Regions from separate parts of the Mus musculus genome. Here regions 1 and 2 are each linked to region 3. A link is a contact called in public Hi-C and promoter capture Hi-C data. All regions are on one chromosome and are shown on one strand. The core of a region is the stretch at or near the end of the contact, and the rest is flanking DNA. Distances in the headings are between cores, read along the strand shown.

Evidence for each region. Promoter capture Hi-C pulls out the DNA fragments that hold promoters and counts their contacts. A called contact is a pair of places that touch in the nucleus more often than the background predicts.
Region 1: a contact with region 3 is called in a Hi-C map of muscle stem cells, with 5 times the contacts expected there. The contact joins the promoter of C87436 here to the promoter of 4933423K11Rik in region 3. A contact is called at or near these places in 2 of 39 promoter capture datasets (liver and pre-B cells) and 1 of 484 Hi-C or Micro-C datasets (muscle stem cells).
Region 2: a promoter capture Hi-C map of pre-B cells shows a contact between it and region 3, with 3 times the contacts expected there. The contact joins the promoter of Tia1 here to the promoter of 4933423K11Rik in region 3. A contact is called at or near these places in 1 of 39 promoter capture datasets (pre-B cells), 1 of 484 Hi-C or Micro-C datasets (embryonic stem cells), 3 of 115 datasets of contacts at active chromatin or transcription factors (extraembryonic endoderm stem cells, microglia and trophoblast stem cells) and 2 of 9 other capture datasets (adipose tissue and pancreatic islet).

Annotation. Positions count from the first base shown.
Region 1 is chr6:86,437,396-86,440,926 of GRCm38.p6, forward strand. C87436 (expressed sequence C87436) reads left to right here and starts at 1,279. Exons shown (of 10, transcript NM_001364557.1): 1 at 1,279-1,452.
Region 2 is chr6:86,402,963-86,406,164 of GRCm38.p6, forward strand. It overlaps Tia1 (cytotoxic granule-associated RNA binding protein 1), which reads left to right and starts at 1,257. Exons shown (of 13, transcript NM_011585.4): 1 at 1,257-1,560. The coding sequence starts at 1,535. It overlaps n-TGccc4 (a tRNA gene), which reads left to right and starts at 931; the gene lies at 931-1,001.
Region 3 is chr6:85,373,390-85,376,911 of GRCm38.p6, forward strand. 4933423K11Rik (a long non-coding RNA gene) reads left to right here and starts at 1,465. Exons shown (of 4, transcript XR_869208.2): 1 at 1,465-1,833. It overlaps Rab11fip5 (RAB11 family interacting protein 5 (class I)), which reads right to left and starts at 1,245. Exons shown (of 6, transcript NM_001003955.2): 1 at 709-1,245. The coding sequence starts at 1,139.

The DNA of each region.
Region 1 (3,531 bases), core at 29-2,528, 1.1 Mb after region 3:
TCTGAAGACAGGGAGGTGAGGATCACAAGGTCTTTCATGAACCACTGCACACTTAATGAGAAAGGAGAGAAACAGCATCCAGAAAGATGTTGTCTGCATGTCTCTCTATTGGAGGGCTTGACATTGAACTATAGAACAAAGGAGAAACACTTCCCAATGCCAGGCAAAGAAATGAGGGTTGATGCTCTCTGGTCACCACTTGAGGCAGTTGCTAGGAACTAACTAGCCATGTGATCCAGGTATAAATATGAATGCTTTTGAACTTAACAGCAAATAAAAATTGTGGCGAGAGGAAACATCTCTTTTTTTAGTTCCTTCAGTTTCTGAAACAATATTAGAAAAATCTGATCCCAGAAAAGGGCCACTGTAACGGAGAAAAGTAAAATTTGGCTAGAGCAAAGCAATTGTGCCTACAGCGCACCACCAGTAGGTGTCCAAGCTATGGGAACACACCGGCCTCACCTAAGGCACCATAGCTTTCCGAGTGTTTCTGAAGTGCGGTGGTGGCACATGTCTTTAATCCCAACACATTGGAGGGAAGAGGCCCGCGGATCTATGTTCGAGACCAGCCTGATCTACAGAAAGAGTTCCAGGAAACACAATATTGGTGCCGGGGATTTACGATTCTGAAGAACAAATATACATAAAGTCTATTTCGGCTCTTTCCAAGGGGGGAGTCGTTCAATAATGTGTAAGAGCGAAGCGAGAGAAAACCATACAAGCTCAGGCGAGCTCTGCTTCCGATTCCAGTAAAACTGTTTTCAGCACAGAATTGTTCAGGTTCGATGTACTAGGGACCACCGGGAAGCCCTTGCTGGTGTGTTCTGTACGTTTAGGTAAAGCCACAAAGTGTCAGCACCCTGAGCCTTCTCTGTAGTTTTCCAAAAGAGAGCACTCCCCTGAAATACTACAAATCCCATGGTGCCACTTCAGCGGAGGTGAGCGGGCCCTTGGCGCACGTGGGCTGATCTGACCAATAACGACCGTCGTTACAAGCAAACAGTTTGGACGTGTTTGTAAAAGTCCGTTTGTAAAAGGAGAAGAGACGCGGCGAGGGTCGTCACCAACGAGATTCCTAGAGTTGCGAGGCAGGTAAGGGGGCAAAGTGGGAGAGGCCAAGCACCGGCGGAGCACGGCTTAGGGTGGGAACAGAGGCGGAAAAAGTGTTCGGGGAACTGCGTGTCGGACTGCTGACATTTTTGCTGGGCCCTCAGTTTGACGCCGCCGGAAGTGGGCGTTTTGCGCAGGATGCCGGGAAGCGGGTCGCATGGGAAGTGCGTTTTCCAGCCGGCCGTTCCCGGAAGCTGAGCTTAGGCGCGCTCCCCTAAACAACACCGAGGAATTGTGGCCCGGACTCTGTTATTTGACAGTGACCGGGCTGATTCTACAATCAGTAAAGGTCTGCGAGCTGTGACGTCTCGATCCAACCAGACAGTTTTATTCCTAAAATGGGTAAATAGCGCCTCCACAGGATCCCTTGTGTGAATGCATGCACTCGAATACTTCTTTCTTACTTGGGGCGGTGTTCACGTGCCCAAAACAGCGTCCCCACACCGACCAGCTCAGCGGCCGCATGGGACAGGGGGCAGCCTACCGCGCCTCGGGTTCCCTCAGCCAGCGCCAGGCGCTGCTCACCCTCTTGCTGAGAAGAGACAATCATCGGGAGACCCTTCAGGTTTCCAGCGGAGCTCCTTCACAAGTCGCGTTCCTTGTGTATCCTTTTTTAAGACAGAGTCTGCAAGCCGGGCGTGGTGGCGCAGCCTGTCATCCCAGCACTCGGGAGGCGAAGGCAAGAAGATCTCAAATTCCAGGACAGCTAGGCTACATAACAGACCTTGTCTCAAAAAGAAAAGAACAAACTGGGTATGGTGACGAGCTCCTTTAATACCAGAACTCTACAGGCAGAGACTGGCGAGTCTCTGAGTTCGAGGCTTCCCCGGTCCATCCCAGGACAGCCAGAGCGATACAAAGAAATCCTGCCCCCTACCTCCCGCCCCACCACACCCCAAAAAAGGAAAATAAGAAAAAAACTCTGTAATAATTCGTAGTGATACATGTTTTCAAATTCGAATAGTAAAAAAAATGAGATTAAACCTCCATTTCTCGGGTCTCAAATTACTGCTGAGGAAATAGACAACTATGCTGTGTCCTTAAAGTCTTTTCTAAAAAAAGATTTTTGTGTATGCATGTGTGTATATCCAGTGTGTCAAAGGAGTTGGACTTCCCAGAATTAAGAGTTTTAGGCAGATGAGCCCTGATGTTACTGCTTGGAACCAAACTTGGGCCCTCTAAAAGAGCAATACACACTTTTAACCACTAGCCATCTCTGCAGCCCCATTTTCCCCTTTCCTTTCCTTTCAAAACCAAGCATAGCATACACAAAGCACTAAGCTTTGTTACTGGTATACAGATCTCAACTGTTTTTAATGGCTTTACAGTCGCATCTTACTCAGCACACTGTACTTAGTTCTTTAATGGAAGTCCTTTTCCTATTCTGCAGGTACAAAATCTCATAGAGGGATATCTGTGATTTGGATGCCAGCCTGGTCCACATATTGAGTACAGCCAGGTGTACATAGTAAGACCCTATCTTCAAAAAAGAGGTGGGAGCTGGAAAGACCACCCAGTAGTTAAGAATACATACTGCTCTTGCAGAGGATCTGAGTTGAGTCCCCGGCACCCATGTCTAGTAGCTCACAAGCACCTGTAACTACAGTTCCAGACATATGCAGTGCAGCCTGTTGGCTATGGCTGCCTGTACTCATATGCACATAGCCTGACACAGGAAATAGGTTTCAGCCCCTTTGGAAACAGTTTTTCAGGTTCCGAAAATGTTAAGTGTACAAAGGAAATAGCTATGTTTACTATGATATTTACATTTATTGAAATATATGGCTCAACACTGTGGTCCATACATGTAGCCCTATCACTTAGGAGGCTGAGATAAAAGGATTATCTAGAGTTTAAGGCCCGCCTCAGGTACATAATAAGTTTCAGGTCACAGAGTAAAACCTTATCTTAAGAATAAATAAAAGAAATAGTAGCCGAGCGTGGTGGCGCACGCCTTTGATCCCAGCACTCGGGAAGCAGAGGCAGATGGATTTCTGAGTTCAAGGCCAGCCTGATCTACAAAGTGAGTTCCAGGACAGCCAGGACTATACAGAGAAACCCTGTCTCGAAAAACCAAAAAGAGAGAGAGAGAGAGAGAAGGAAAGAAAGAGTACATGGGTCTCAGTATATATATGGGGGGGGGGGTGGTCTTACTGGGGATCAAGTCAGGGGTCTTCTCCAGACTGAGCCAGTGTTAGAACTCGGCTGTACTGCCTTCAACCCTGTGCAAGTTTATGGGAAGACATTTTTCTATACAAATACTTGTCCCAGTGATCTGAGCTCTGTGTATTGTAGCCAGAAACTTGGGACTAAACTAATATTCTGTGGCTGATAAGTGGACAAACAAGACATGACTTACCTATACATTGAAATACTGAATTTAAAAAAAAAAAAAAAAAGACTTTACAGGGATTAGAGAAG
Region 2 (3,202 bases), core at 7-2,506, 1.0 Mb after region 3:
GGGGTGGTGGTGGCTCATGCTTTTAATCCCAGCATTAGGGAGGCAGAGGCAAGAGGATCTTTTGAGTTTGAAGCTAGTTTAGTCTACAGAGCTAATTCCAGGACAGCCAGTTCTGCACAGAGACCCCCTGTCTTGAAAAACAGAAAAGTTGAAAGAAAAGAAGGAAGGAAAGGAGGGAGGAAGAAGGAAAGAGAGAGGGAATCCCAAATATGGCAGAGTACGCAATTGGTTCTCAACCTGTGGGTCGCGACCCCTTTACCACCCCTCTATCGCTGAAAGTATTTACATTACAATTCATATCAGTAACAAAATTACAGTTATGAAGTAGCAACAAAAGTACTGTTATGGTTGGGGTCACTACAATGCCAGGAACTGTATTAAAAGGTCGCAACATTAGGAATCTTGAGGACCACTGATGTAAAAGAACGACATTGGATACAAAAACTTTCACGTCTTTAATAAATGCTTTACATAATATGTATAGTGTAATAAGAAAGGATAAAAAAAAGTACCGGAACCACATTCCAGAGCCATAACTCTGAACCCTAAGCAAGGGCTGACTGTTGAGATTCTTCTCACCAATTTGCAACAGTAACTCTGTTATTACCAGCTTTTCGATTACATTGGGTATACAAAAGAAATCCAGACATAAATATGATTCCTGCTCGCAAAGTATTGCTTATTGTCAAGTAGACCTTATTTTCTTACCACAACTCTTACTTCTAAATAATAAGCAAAAATGAAAGTCGAGATTTTTCTCAAACAGCCACTCAACAGCATTGGTATGAGAAAGAATGAATCGTTTCATAAAGCAACGGAAAAAGTGCAAGTATCAATTCGTTCTAATTTTCATTTACATAAATCAAGAATCCAATAGGCAGAGATACTAACGTATCTCCTATGAGTTTTCGGACGCCCAAATCCTCAACAGCGCCGCTGGTGTAGTGGTATCATGCAAGATTCCCATTCTTGCGACCCGGGTTCGATTCCCGGGCGGCGCATGTCTTTTCTCTCTTTAAATAGTGTGCAAAAAGAAAATTTTCCTGCTAGAAAAACACCTGCTATTTTATTTCTTTAACCTCCCCAAGGATTTTTAATTTCACTATATAATTCACAAATGAAACACTCCGCTCTGAAACTACAGAAATCCTAAACTACTGGCATTGCGTCTGCGCACTCTGAGCCATCCCTTGCCTGGTGGCAGCGCGGCTGCGCACCAAGTGAACCCCGTCCTTGAAGCCTAAACCCGGCTGCCAGGAGGGTGAGCATGCTAGCTGGCTGTGCGCATGCGCGGCACGGGTCACTCGGCTGCCGGCTCCTAGGCGTCCGGCTCGCCGCCATCTTGGATCGGGGTTTCATTGTTCGCGGTAGGCCGGGCCTTTTTTTGTGTAATCGCTGCCAAAGAAGAAAGCGAAGTAGCCTCCGGTCAAGCGAGGAGGCCGGCTCTTCCGCAGCCATAGCCCGCCTCAAGGATTTGGGAGGTAGCGAAGGGCAGGGAGCTGGACCCTGAGGTGCCGCCGCGACCGCAGCAGCCATGGAGGACGAGATGCCCAAGACTCTGTGAGTCTGGAGCAGCGTTGAGGGAGGCGGGATGGTGGTCGCCCCGTAGGGAGGCCGCGGCCCTGCGCCTCTCTGCAGCCTATTGTTCTCCGTGGACGCCGCGCTGTGGTGGTTCCTCCCTCCCGTGCGCACGCCAGGATGCTTAGAGCCGAGCCGGGCCGAGAGGACGATGGCGGGAGAGGGGCTCGGCCCCTGTCACCCCTCGGCTGGCTGCACCCGCGGCCCCCAGACCTGGAGGAAGGACTTTTCATTCAAAGCTCTCCTCAGGACTCGGCACGTCCTCCTGGAGTCCCATGCTTGCGTCCTTTTTTTCCCCGCCCCCTCTTTTCGATGAATCTTTTCCAGATTTCCATCTGGAACGTCCTTTCTCTTTTCTTTTGGTAGGATTTTTTTCATTTTTAATTCTTGAAGGCTGAGGTTAAAAACTTTATACTTGCAGTTGAGAACTGGAAAGAAAAAAAAAAAAAAAGCCAGACATCTTTCTCGAAGGTCTTCGGCTTTCCCTCTGTAGTACTCCCCTGACCCTCGACCAAAAAACCTAACTGGACACCCAAGGATGTTGAAACCGTTCTTAAAAAATGGAAATCTCACTCGGAGGGATGCATCTACCGAGGGAAAGTGGGTTTCATTAAAACATATTTACCACCATTTGCGACTAGTGGTTGACATTTTTATTAATGGAGTAACTGTGGTCAGTCAGGTGTAAGCATCTTTAGTGAATATTTTGTAACTCGAGTCTAGGATATTGTCTTTGTCATGTAACTTCCCCTTGCATTCTTTGTTTTTCAACGCACGGGTTGAGGCGGTTGTGCCTTTGTTGGGTTTCACAGGGCAAAAAAGAAAAGCTCAAGAAATTGTGGGTTTTGGTTGTTGTTTTTTTCTCCCGGTATATTTGAAGATTGCAACTTGATGTATCGTGCATATAGTTCATATAAATGAAGTAGGATGAACATGTATCATGTTACGGGCCTTAACTCTGCACCTAGTTCCTGCCATAGCTTTTTATTTCTAGAATCCTGGTACTTTTAGAGCTATGTACATTTAGGGTTCTTTTTGACATTTTCTAGTTATTAAAATTGTTCTGAAGTACAGATACGTTATTCTTTTTCCCCTCGCCCATTTTCAATTTCTTTTTTCTTTTGTTTGTTTTGTTTTATTGAGACAGGGTGTATCTCTGGCTGTCCCAGACTCACTATTACAGACCAGGTTGGCCTAAAATTCAGAGATTTGTCTGCCTCTGCCTTCTGAACACTGTGATTAAAGTCTGTGCCATACACTTTGCCCCAATTTAAATTTCAAGTTGCTATTTTTAATGTATTATGTGAAATATACTTACTTTTTTTTTTTTTTTTTTTTTGGAAACAGGGTCTTTTATATAACCCAGGTTATCCTTGAACTATACCTATACTGGCTCAGAACTGTTAGTTCTGTCTGAGTCCCAGGTGCTAGGATTCAGATATTGCCTACCCAGTTTGCATTTTTGTTTCTTCTCCCTCCCTCCCCATCCTGGCTGGCCTGGATCTTCCTTTGTATAGTAGGCAGGCTTGCAAACTTGTGAAGGTTCTCTTTCCTCTGTTTCCCAAGTGCTGGGATTACAGACTTGTCCCACCAAACCACATTTACACTCTTCTTGATATATTAA
Region 3 (3,522 bases), core at 215-2,714:
TTCCAGGACAGACAGCGCTACGTAGAAAGACCCTGTCTCGAAACAAAACAAAACAATAAGAACTTTTCCTATCCTTTCTAGAGAAAATAATCCGGAGAACTGAGGGCATTATAACCACTGTCCCACTGACCCAAGCTGATTCAAATGTACCCTTCTTTACTCCGAGGTGGGCCAATGCTCTCAGTCCTGGTACCCTAAGACAGAGTCACAGAGTACGTCTATACGGTGAGGTGTATCCCTGAACGTTCAAAGGCCAAGTGTCCTGTGTAACCCCTGGGAAGGCTGGGGTGTCTCCCTTCAATCTTGCCTTGGAAGATAACACCTCACCTTCCTGCTTCTACAAGGTGAGACTTCCTCTCCACTACCTACAGGCTAGTCACCTCTTTGAGGAAAAGAAGGCAGACCCTGAAGTCTTTAAATTTCCCTTCTTGAATTCCCACAGCCTCAGAATCCCATTCCGAACTTTCCTTGGCCATGTACTGCCAACGCTTGGTCACTACACCAACTCCATCAGGCCTTCCAGGCCCACCAGGCTGCTGGGGAGACAGTCAGGGGGAATTGGGGAGGGCAGAAGGCTGAATGAGAAGTAACAAACAGTATACGGGTTTGTGTCCTTGAGTGGGAGGACCGGGTCCAGACGTCCCAACCAGCCCCGCCCGGTTAGGCCTTCAACCGTTTTTGTCCCTGCTCCCAGCGCCCCAGACTCACTGCGTGTGCTGGGCGCGGCCTGCGCGGAAGACCTCGTCCAGAGCTACGGTTGCCCGGCCCAGAAACTTGTCCACGCCGATGAGTGAGCGATGCATGGTGGTGAGCACGAGCTCGCAGGCGGCGTTGGGGCCGGAGGCCCAGGGCGCAGGGCCCGCATCTGCCTCCTGTGCCCGCAGCAGGCCGTCCAGGGCTCCAGGCGGTAGCTCGAACGAACACTCTTCGCACCATTCCGGGCAGCCTTGCGTCTTCTCCACTACCGAGGTGCTGTACTTCTCTCGGCCCACCTGGATCACCGTGTACGCGTCGCTGGTGCTGCCGGCGCCCGAGCTCTTGCCCCTCAACCCGCTGGCCCGCAGCACGGTCACCTGGACATGCGTGGGCAGCCAGCGGGAGGATCCGGCCGCCGGCTCAGGGTCCCGCACCAGAGCCATGGCGGACCCTGGGACAGAGTGACAGACGTGGCAGCCGCGGGATGCTGTCAGGAGCCGGCTCCCCCGCGCCGCCTGCAGCGCACCGACCGCCGCAGCTGCGGGCTGGCCTGGGCCAAGCGGGCCGCCGCCTCCCCGCCGCCCCGCCTCCCGGGCGGCCGGCCGCCCCGCGACGTCACGCCCCGCCTAGGCCCAGGCCAGGCCCCGCCCCCAGTTCCACCAGCATATAGCTGCCTAAGAGCTAAAGAAACCCAGAGAGGGGCGCGGCCTCTGCAAAGATGTGGGCGGGGCTTTCTCACTGGCCCAGCCCCTCTGGGGGAACCTCAAGCTCCCGCTGCTCTTCTAAAAGGTGACCGGTGCAGAAGGGCGCGGCCTCTGCGTGTGTTGGGGGAGAGGATTGAGATCTGGCCATGCCTTAATCACGACCGGATTCGCTTGTGCACAGTGCGGAACTGCAAAGGAAGAAATGGAGGGGGCTAGGGACGAAGGCCGCTTGCAGCCTCTGCAGAGAGGTGGGCGTGGTTACCACCATGGCCCCGCCCCGTTTAGGCAGCGACTCCAAGCTAGAGAGCCGAACCTCTCTGCATAACTATCCACCGCGCTCTACCTGGACAGTGTCAGGGTTTTCTGCAAGCTCCTGTACTCCTGAAAGCCCTCGCTGCTTCGAAGATCCATTCTGCTCGGCGTGGATTTGAGGGTAGATAAGATGCCTACTCTAGAGACCCCCTAAATCGCACATGCGCTCCCATTTTCAACTCTCTACATATATGTGATGACCTAGAGCCGCCGCTGGGAAATCACTGGAGTGGGACTTAAAACAATCTTTTTCTGCTTTGATTTTTCCCCCACTCCCTTTTTTTTTTTTTTTTTTTTTTTTGGAAACGGAGTCTCTTCTGGCTCTCCTGGAACCTGCTATGTAGATTACGGCTCGAATTGTTAAATTCCTGCCTCCACTGAGTGCTGGGATTAAAGGCGTGCCCACTGGTTTTAAAACTTTTGTGTGGCCAGGTGTAGTAGTGCTCACCTTTAATCCCAGCACTTCCACTTGGGAGGCAGAGGAGGAAAGATCTTTTTGAGTTTGAGACCAGCCTGGTCTACATAGTGAGTTCCAGGCTAGCTAAAACATTAGCCTTATATACAAACAAGGCAAACAGGGCCTTGTTGGTAGTAGACAAGCATTCTACCACAGGACTAATCTTCCACCTCTAAATCCATTCATACTTGCCTACTGTGTGTTGTGTTCTGAGAACTGCCAGCACACTTGTTTCATTATTAAGATAATGGTTAATAATTATGGATGCTGAATTTCAGCAAGAGTCGGCCAACAACTGACTCATGAGCTTTCTGTGCATGACCTCACTCATTCTTCAGAGCCACCCTATATGTGAATTTGGTTTCCCAGAAGGCAGAATTATAGGTTAGATAAATTTACCTAAGATGCATAACAAAGAAGCTGTTGTAGCACAGCCTATAATCCCAGGACTCTGAAGGCAAATTCAAGGCCAGCCTGGGCTACATGGTGAGCCTTTACTTTTTTCTGTTAACTTTCAGAGCCTACCCTTAAATTAGATTTTTTTTTTCAATTTTCAAGACAGAGCCTCTCTGTGTAACCTTGGATGTTGTGGAACTCTCTTTGTAAATCAGGCTGGCCTTGAACTCACAGAGATCCACCTGCCTCTGCCTCCCAAGGGTTGGGATTAAAGCCATGCATCACCACTGCCTGGCTTAGAATATTTTTTAATAATGTATGCATATATACTCAGGACAAAAACAAAACAGTAGGCAACAAGGTGTCTTCATTGCCACTAAACCTGACAACTTGAGTTCGATCCTCCTCAGGACTCACGTGATAGGAGAGAGCTAATTCCAGCAAGTTGTTCTCAGACCTCCACAAGTACACCGTAGCACACTCTCTCACACCAAATATAATAATAAAACTTTAAAAACATCGGAAGGGGAGAAGAAAGAGAATTCAAAAGTCCTCCCTTCCTAGATCCTGGGGTATATCTTTTACTTTATTCTGTCTGTCTTTCTGTCTGTCTGTCTCTGCGGGGGGCAGAAGGTGTCAGAGAACAATCCTTGGGCCTCAGTTCTCACTGGATCACCTGAGGTCATTAGGCTCTGTGGCAGCTACCTGCTCTACCTACTGAGCTTTCCTATCTGATTATACTTACTTTAAATTTTCTATTTGAGACGGGGTCTAACCGTGTAACACTGGCTGGCCTCAAACTCACAAGAAGCATCGTCCTCCCTCTGCCTCCCAAGTGCTGCTATTAAAGGTATTCTCCACTATTCCAGGCCCTTTAGTAACTTAATTTTGAGATAGGGTCTTTGTAGCACAGGCTGGCCTTGAAATCACCATAAATTGGCTTTGAACTCCCGAGCC